2 separate regions of the Mus musculus genome follow, and region 1 is linked to region 2. The links are chromatin contacts, called in public Hi-C maps. All regions are on one chromosome and are shown on one strand. The core of a region is the stretch at or near the end of the contact, and the rest is flanking DNA. Distances in the headings are between cores, read along the strand shown.

Region 1 (4,162 bases), core at 972-3,471, 94 kb before region 2:
AGAAGGATGCCACCATGCAGTAAGGATGCTTGTGATATAAAATAAGAACAGCAGTGTTGTTGGGGATTACAGGGGGCGGGCAGGTTGTTACTCTTAGGTGAGTAGTGCTGTTATGAGAAGTGGGGCTACTGTCCAGGATAGCAGGAACTCACTTAGCAGAGGAAAACCAATCTTAAGCAAAATTTCCAGCCAGAAAACTGTAGCTGAGAATTGGATTAGGGCATGTTTTCAGTGAAATCCTGTCCCCTAGGTCATCAGGGAGGCCACACTTGCTCTCCTGTGCCTGCTGACCTCCAGTGCGCCTTTCCTGGGGTTGGAATCCAGTGTTTCCTTGGGGACAAGTTAGCTGTTAGTCTTCTCTTTAGAGAAACCACTGACACACCAACTCTAGCGTTCATCTTAGAATCGTGTCACTTTGGATGTCTTGTAAAAGCTTAGGGTGTTTCCCTCTTCACTGCGGTGAAGTGTAGAACGGCTGAAACGGACACACATTTTCTGGCTACTTTTCCTTTTCCTGTGCATGGCATGTCTCAGCAGCTTTCAGCTACATTCTTCTTGCCCCATGATGAAGTCTGTATCTCTGTTTGTCCAGATGAGAACTATGTTGGATATCTGTAAAAACCCCCCTGGAGATGTCCTGACTCTCGTCACTCACCTGGTTAGGCACACTAAATCAGAGCATAATTTGGTTTGTGTATTTCTAGGTCAGTAGTAAGTTATGTTTTAACATGAATCAGTTTTTTTTGCTAATAATTCAAAAATCTACCCCTAGCTGGAAGTTAAACCTTTCTATTCCTGGATAATTTCTTGCCTGCCTACCACAGAAAATGAGTTTCAATCTGAGAACTGGAAAATTAAGTATTTCATTTTAATTACATATTTTTAAGTTTAAAAAGTAGACTGTTTTTTCCATTATTGATTCTTGGTTTGTCTTATGCCTTAACCTGTGTTATGTTTGTTAGTTCTGACACAGGGAAGCAGAGGAATAAATAGCGTTGGTCATTTCCAGAACAGGTACTTGGAAGAGGTTTTGAATTACTCAGTGGCTGATGGCTGAGGACCCTCACTTTCCCTCCCACTGTCAAGTGAGTTTGTGAAGTGAGAATATGCATTTTCTGCTAAATGCTAATGCTGTCTGATAGGAAGCAAGCATCACTGGCTGAGGGGAGATGCCACAAGTTTTCATATATATATATATATATATATATATATATATATATATACATGTATATATATATATATATATATATATATACATACACACACACACACACACACATACATACACACACAAATACACACACACAATACATATAGCTATATATATCTAGATATATATGTACATATCTATATATCTATATTAGAATGTTTTTCCGTTATTAGAGAATATATATATTTTTTCTTGGTGCCATCCAATATCTGATTCCATTTTTTTTCTTCCTTCCTTCCTTTTTTTTTTTTTTTTTGGTGGTGATGGCCTTGCTTTTTGAGAGAAGGTCTTGCTTTGGATGGATCGCTGGCTCAGAACTCACACAAACACCATGCGGGCCTTGAACTTGTGATCTTCTTGTCTCTGTCTCCTGGGTGTTGGGATTACAGAAATGTACCACCTTTCTGAATCTCCAATCCCAAGTGTTATACCTCGTATGATTTAGGTTGTAAATATTTCACTTATAACATAAAATTATTTTTATACCACCTAAAAGACAGTTTCATTTAGTTAAAGTATATATGCATGAAAATGAAGAAATGGGGGAAGGAATGTGTTCACACAACTTCTGTTTTCCTTCTAATGGATAATGCTAAATGCAGGAAGAACACTAAGGTGAAACTAAAGCTTCGGACTTGGGTGGGCAGTGCAAGCCAACTGCAGTCAGCAAGTGTGCGGGCTTAAGAGTTCTTCCAGAGCCCACTTCCATTTTCTTTGTTGCTTTAACTAGAGTCACCAGTCTGTCTTCATTTTTATGGTGAGACCATTGGGAGAACTAACTTAGATTTTAGGCTCTAATATAGTTCTGTGGTAAAAATAAGATCATGTAACACTTATGCTTTAGAAATTTCCATAGAGAAGGATCATGTCTTAAAGCCAAAATTTATTTGGTAGACACAAGGATACGGGAAAGTAGAACATCTAAATACTGTGTGTGTGTGCGTGTGCGTGTGCGTGTGTGTGTACACCAGTGAAAGGAATCAGGCAGTCTAAGAGAACTAGCTATCCATCCAGCATGACCACTGTAAGAATGAGGAATGAGGCAGGACAACAGAGAACTCTTAATTGTTCAGAGAACCCAGAGAACTTTGTCCCCTCCCCCGAAACCCTGCAGAATGTTGAGTCTGAAAGTATGAGCTGGTTAACATGTCAGGGGCCCATGACCTGTGGAGGAGGAAAGATGATGTGACAAGCACAGAACCGGCTGAGCCACTGTAGATGCAGGGCTCATCTCCATGAATGTCAAAGGAACTTAAGCAACACTGAAGCTCCTCCACTTGAAAGAAGCCCCTGTGCTGCACATATCCACCAAGGCCAGGAGAAAGAAAGGAGAGAGACACAGCCTGAGACCGCACAGTTTCTTGGGAAGCTCCCCAGTAAGGCACGGGCACAGGTCTGGGTGCCTGGGTCTGGGAAAAGCAGAGAGCACTGCCGCTGATGGACAGAGATCCTCCATCATCAGCAGTTTGTTGGAGCCATGTCAGTGGCAGCAGCGGGGAGAGGGTTTGCCTCCAGTCTGTCTTCCCCACAGATCAGGCGAATAGCCTTAAAAGAAGCTAAGCTAACACCTCACATCTGGGCGGCACTGCACTGGAACTTGGGACTGAGACTAGTGCCATCTGTCAGAGTAGGGATTTTGGTGCTACTGATTTTTCTCCCGAGCACGTTCTGTGACATTGGATCTGTATATAATTCTTCCTATGAAACTGTCATCCCTGAGAGACTGCCAGGCAAGGGGGGGAAAGACCCTGGAGGGAAGGTGTCCTACATGCTATTGATGCAAGGCCAAAAGCAGCTGCTTCACCTCGAGGTAAAGGGACACTACCCTGAGAATAACTTCCCAGTCTACAGTTACCACAATGGCATCCTGAGGCAAGAAATGCCTCTCCTCTCCCAGGACTGCCACTATGAAGGCTACATGGAAGGGGTGCCAGGCTCCTTTGTTTCTGTCAACATCTGTTCAGGCCTCAGGGGGGTCTTGATTAAAGAGGAAACATCCTATGGCATTGAGCCCATGCTCTCTTCCAAAAACTTTGAACATGTCCTCTACACCATGGAGCATCAGCCTGTGGTCTCCTGCAGTGTCACTCCCAAAGACAGCCCTGGGGACACCAGCCATCCACCAAGGAGCAGGAAGCCCGATGACCTACTGGTTCTGACTGACTGGTGGTCACACACCAAGTATGTGGAGATGTTTGTGGTGGTCAACCACCAGCGGTTCCAGATGTGGGGCAGTAACATCAACGAGACGGTCCAGGCAGTAATGGACATCATTGCTCTGGCCAACAGCTTCACTAGGGGGATAAACACAGAGGTGGTGCTGGTGGGCCTGGAAATCTGGACAGAGGGGGACCCGATAGAGGTCCCAGTGGACCTGCAGACCACACTCAGGAATTTCAACTTCTGGAGACAGGAGAAACTCGTGGGCCGGGTCAGGCACGATGTGGCACACTTGATCGTCGGGCATCGCCCAGGAGAGAACGAGGGCCAGGCGTTTCTCCGTGGTGCCTGTTCGGGTGAGTTTGCGGCGGCCGTGGAGGCCTTCCATCATGAAGATGTCCTCCTGTTCGCGGCTCTCATGGCCCACGAGCTCGGGCACAACCTGGGTATCCAGCACGACCACCCGACCTGCACCTGTGGTCCCAAGCACTTCTGCCTCATGGGTGAGAAGATCGGTAAGGACAGTGGCTTCAGCAACTGCAGCTCTGACCACTTCCTCCGTTTCCTCCATGACCACAGAGGGGCGTGCCTGCTTGATGAGCCTGGGCGCCAGAGCCGCATGCGCAGAGCTGCCAATTGTGGGAATGGTGTGGTGGAGGACTTGGAGGAGTGTGACTGCGGCAGTGACTGTGACAGTCACCCGTGCTGTTCGCCAACATGTACGCTTAAGGAGGGTGCGCAGTGCAGTGAGGGACTCTGCTGCTACAACTGTACATTCAAGAAGAAAGGGAG
Region 2 (4,608 bases), core at 1,242-3,741:
AGACACAAGGTGATGGATGAGCTGTGCAGCAGGACAGAAGACACCAAACAAGACACCAATAGGACTGTCATAATGGACTCCGAGGAAGACATCAAGAACCAAGTTTCCTGAGCACACAAACTGCTCAGTTGCCCCAGACAAGCAAGTGAAGGGAGCGCTCCCAAGTGTACTGTGACTCAGATTAAAATTATCGGATGAGATGCTGCAGAGCAGAGCCAAGATAGAGAGTTCTACACAAAGTCCTGGCACAACACAAGCAAATCTCAGGGAAGAACATTTCAGAGTGGGCCCAGGCCACTAGGATCAGAAGATAGATCACCCCTTTGGGCCAAGGGAAGCATTTAGCTGAACGCTGATGTCTGCCCCAAAGACACTGTCTAGAAAAGCTAGTTTTTGCCTAGTTTTTATTGCTTGCTCTGCCCCCATTTCCACTATGCCTGAGTAATTTGCCCAGGAGAAAAATAGGCCAATAGTCAACAACATACCCTCTGATACACAGCCTCGCAGGGTTCATTTCAAGCCGTGGGGCTGCGCCACGGGTGCTAAGTCAACTGCATTCGATGCGGCTTTTAAACCCCCAGGGGACACCTCGGCCAGCTGTTTGCCTGCAGTATCTGGAGAGATTAAAGACGGACGGACACAAGAAAATTAAAAAGATTATGTGTGATCCTGCGGGTGTAGGACTGACTGCCAGCTTGACTGAGGACACTGGCATGCCTCATCAAGAGGCCCACACTTAGTCAGACTTCTCTCCTATAGTCCCCAACTTAGAAGACACAGCAGGGCTAACTGCCAACCCTTGCAATGGGAGCTTACAGCTTGAAAACACTTCAAGCTAGCCAGGATGCAAACAAGACTTGGGTGGTTCTGGGCAGACTGCAGTTCCAACATGAGACCAGCCTTCCCTAAAATGGGAGCTCAGTGTCTGAGCAGTCCACAGAACTTCACTTGAGAAAACAGACAACAGCTTTTACATGACAGAAACAAGGGACAACCAGGAGAAAAATACAGTCTCAACACACCAGGAGTGGCTGCAGTTTTTGTGCATCTGCCTGAGATAGTCCTCTTCAAATGCCACATTACAGTGGCTCTGCAGGGCTAGCCAAGGGCCCAGGGAGCAGTAGCAGAAGGCTGAGAACATCCCTGCTGAAGCCTGGCGCCTCATGGGACACAGCCAAACAAGCGGCCATAAGCACTCTAAAGACTACTGCCAGAGCATGCATCCACACCTACTCCCGGTCAGACACCAGAAGAATCCCTAAAAATGAACCCTGAGTGCTATGAAAATTAGCAAAACACACAGGTATCAGACCTTAAATGATGACTAATATGAATATCTAAAATAAAGATTTCAAAGAAAAAAATTTCAAATACCCTTATTATTTGTATTTATCCAATGTATGTTTGGGTGGATCCCCTGGACCTGGAGGTACAAATGGTCCCGATCCACCAGACGTAGACTCAGGCCCTCTGCAAACCCAGTATGCTCTTAACCACTGTCCTATGTCTCTGTCCCCCAAAAGGGAGCATTTAAAACTAGCTGACTTTTGGCAATGGGAAGACCTAACAGTGACACCTAACAAGACAGCAGGACCATCCAAGGGTAACTGAACCCCATAGCACGGAGCCACCTAACAACAGCAGACTGCCTATTTAAGAAGTGCTTTGTTAAAGAACTAATTAGGAAGCGAAATAAATTAGTAGCCCAAGGGAAGAAGCATCCAGGGACCCCCAGAACAAGTGAAAGTTGCAGAAGACTAGGCTACCCCAACAGGCACAGGGCTCCATTTCCTTACTATAGATATGGGCATCAGCACTGCCTCTGGTCCTCACAGATGGTGTACTTGAGAATGGTTAAAGTAGCCCCAGCTAAACTCAAGGAGAGGATTACTATTCCCTGACTAGTAAACTGGTAATTTATCAGGCTCAGCATCATGTACATTTAGCTACATTAGTGATTCCTGCCACAGGCAACATAGCAAAACATTGATTCCTCTGAGGCCAGGCAAGAAGACAGAGCACTTGGGGCTAGCCTCACCTACATTGCAAGACCCTGTCTCAAATTTTAAGAGTCTTCAATAAATTAAATGTCTTTAACCTCTTCCTTATAAATACAGAAGAGTGAGAATAATGAAAGATGAGGAAGCAATTCTTAAGTTAGTAAATCCCTCAGAAAGAGATGGCAAGCACACATTCCTCAATGTGCTGTGTGGTCACAGGTTTCTCTGTCATCAGGGAGAAGGTCCCCACAGGATAAGCAGACAGATAGCTGATGGAGTGGGCTGAGGCAGAGGCCAGCCTTCTCTAGGATCAAAGCTATCCTCAGCTGCTTCGCACCTATGGTGCAGAACACACACTGCTCAGACATCTGTCTGCCCTGCTTCTTTATTCTTTAACACATCTCTCAAGAAGCACGTGGAAGACAGACTTTAAAGGAAAGACCTCAAGACTCAAGAGTATTTGTCAAGATGAGTCACAGATGGCAACTTCCTCACCAAGCTCAATGATGCTGAGAGACCAGGAAACTAGGAAGCTACTGGCTAAGCCAGGCATGGCCCAACTCTAAGAAGTGAGGCTTAGCCACACACAAGAAGAACAGCAGTAGTGGCCACTCTAAAGACTCGCCGTCTCTGCACACTAGCTCCTGGTGTTGCTCCAGTTTTGCAAGACCATCAACTGAGACCATGTGGATTCCTGAAAGAACTTTAACCACGTGGGCCCAGGGAGCAGCAGGGATGACTACATGCAGACCCTCCTAGACTCTGCCCTGGGCAGCTCTAACAAACTGGCCCTTAAATGCAGTAGGGGATGCTATTGGACCAAACTTAGAGCCCCTTGCTCCAAGATTGGAAATCTTGGAAAGTCCCTGGATAGCATGTGAAACGCAAAGCTGAGGGACGTGAGATGTCTCAGTCTGTTAGTGTCCCGTTAGAAACGGACATTTCTAAGGATTCAATTATAGACATGAGCACTGAGCAAATTCAATACCTCTCCCTAGTGGTCTACGGGCACCTGCCAGCTAAAGAGCCAGGCGCCGGGGACTCTGTGTTGTGACCCTAGGCGGTGCACTCTACACCAGGCAGTCAGCAGCAAGCCATGATACCAGTGGGTTTCACTTACATCTTTCTGGTTGGAGTGGAAAAACCTGAGTGCAAAGTTACAGGACTGGGAGGCAGCAGCATACTGACCCAGGGATGCAGCATATCGGGTCAGAAGATAGCTAGGGAGGAAGAACAGAGAAAACATCAGTTACTTCCCTCTACTGTCGAATACTAGGCATCAAGTTACTATGGCGAAGAGAAAGCAGGCCAAAAAACCCCCAAAACCCCTGCCAGAATGATCCTGCTCATGGGATCAAATTAAAAGAAAATCAAGAGAGCTCTTTCTTTACACCTTGATAATAACAAGAATGAACACCATATTCTCTTCCTAAATTCGAATAACTACATAACATAGCCCAAACTCAAACTCAAAATGAAGTCTTGGGTCAGTGGCAATAGCTCACAGAAGATAGTCTGAAGGATACACACAGCAAAAGAGCACAAGCATGCCTCAAACAATGGCTGGCACTATCTCTGGGGAAAGCAACTGACCATTATAATTAAAGCAGTCGGAGATACAAACCCTTGCGCTCTGGCTAATGTTTGGAGCCCTGCGCTGCTACAGTCTACACGAGTGACCTTCCTAGGCTCGACGAAACTGCCTGCTCGGTTCTCAGAGTGTATGCTACCAACCCAATGCCTTCCTAGGCTCCATGCAGCTGCCTGCTCGGTACTCAGAGTGTATACTACCAACCCAATGGTGTCGTGCTGGATGTGCTTAGCATCGAGACTGGAGTAGAGATCCACCACTGGTTCAAATGCACCCAGCACGCAGTAGATCCGAACAAGTAGCAATTTGAACTGAGCATTGGATGGGCTGTGGGTTAAGCCTTCTTCCAGCAGAGTCAGGGCCTGCCAGACCGCAGTCTCCTCACCTGGAATCAAAACACATTATCCACTCAGCTTTAAGAGCACGGAATTTCCTAACAACAATGAATCATGAATGAGTTTGGATGCATAAAAATTTTAGATACAGACTTGGGATCAAAAGAGGGAATTCCGGGCTGGAGAGATGGCTCAGTGGTTAAGAACACCGACTACAGAGTCGGTCCCGAGTTCAAATCCCAGCAACCACATGGTGGCTCACAACCATCCATAATGAGATCTGACTCCCTCTTCTGGAGTGTCTGAAGACAGCTACAGTGTACTTACATATAATAAATAAATAAACCTTAAAAAAAAAAAAAAAGAGGAAATTCCCCTAAATACAAAGTCCTCAAGTAGTTACATCAGTGCTTAAATAGAGCTGTGCAAAAGTAATCCAGGATGTAGAACAAGAGGATGTTAGCTAGCCTTCCCCCTGAAGGGCTTTAACCACAAGACAGACCCTACAAGCTATTATCATTTTATTCCATATGTAACTGTACTAAAAATATCACATATGATACTTAAAAGAAAAAAACTGCTATTAGGAACAGAGAGGTGGTTCAGCACATAAAGGTACTTGCCACCAAAGCCTGCAGTTGAGTCTGAGCCCTGGGTCCCACATAGTGATCTTTGTAACTCA

Evidence for each region. A called contact is a pair of places that touch in the nucleus more often than the background predicts.
Region 1: a contact with region 2 is called in a Hi-C map of bone marrow-derived macrophages, with 32 read pairs. The contact joins the promoter of Adam1a here to the enhancer-like site in region 2. A contact is called at or near these places in 4 of 39 promoter capture datasets (the 3T3-L1 cell line, the C10 cell line, Sertoli cells and 1 more), 5 of 484 Hi-C or Micro-C datasets (bone marrow-derived macrophages, epiblasts, nephron progenitors and 2 more), 1 of 115 datasets of contacts at active chromatin or transcription factors (embryonic stem cells) and 4 of 9 other capture datasets (adipose tissue, embryonic stem cells, liver and 1 more).

The regions. Positions count from the first base shown.
Region 1 is chr5:121,519,754-121,523,915 of GRCm38.p6, reverse strand. Adam1a (a disintegrin and metallopeptidase domain 1a) reads left to right here and starts at 2,221. Exons shown (of 1, transcript NM_172126.2): 1 at 2,221-4,162. The coding sequence starts at 2,688.
Region 2 is chr5:121,425,339-121,429,946 of GRCm38.p6, reverse strand. It overlaps Naa25 (N(alpha)-acetyltransferase 25, NatB auxiliary subunit), which reads right to left. Exons shown (of 24, transcript NM_172722.4): 14 at 3,796-3,976; 15 at 3,121-3,220. Among named protein-coding and RNA genes, the nearest start is that of Erp29, 25 kb to the left of the region's middle. Within about 2 kb of position 2,491, at least 10 of the 459 cell types and tissues checked have an H3K27ac peak or open chromatin away from gene starts, as enhancers often do. A contact at or near this core is called in bone marrow-derived macrophages, where this site is marked.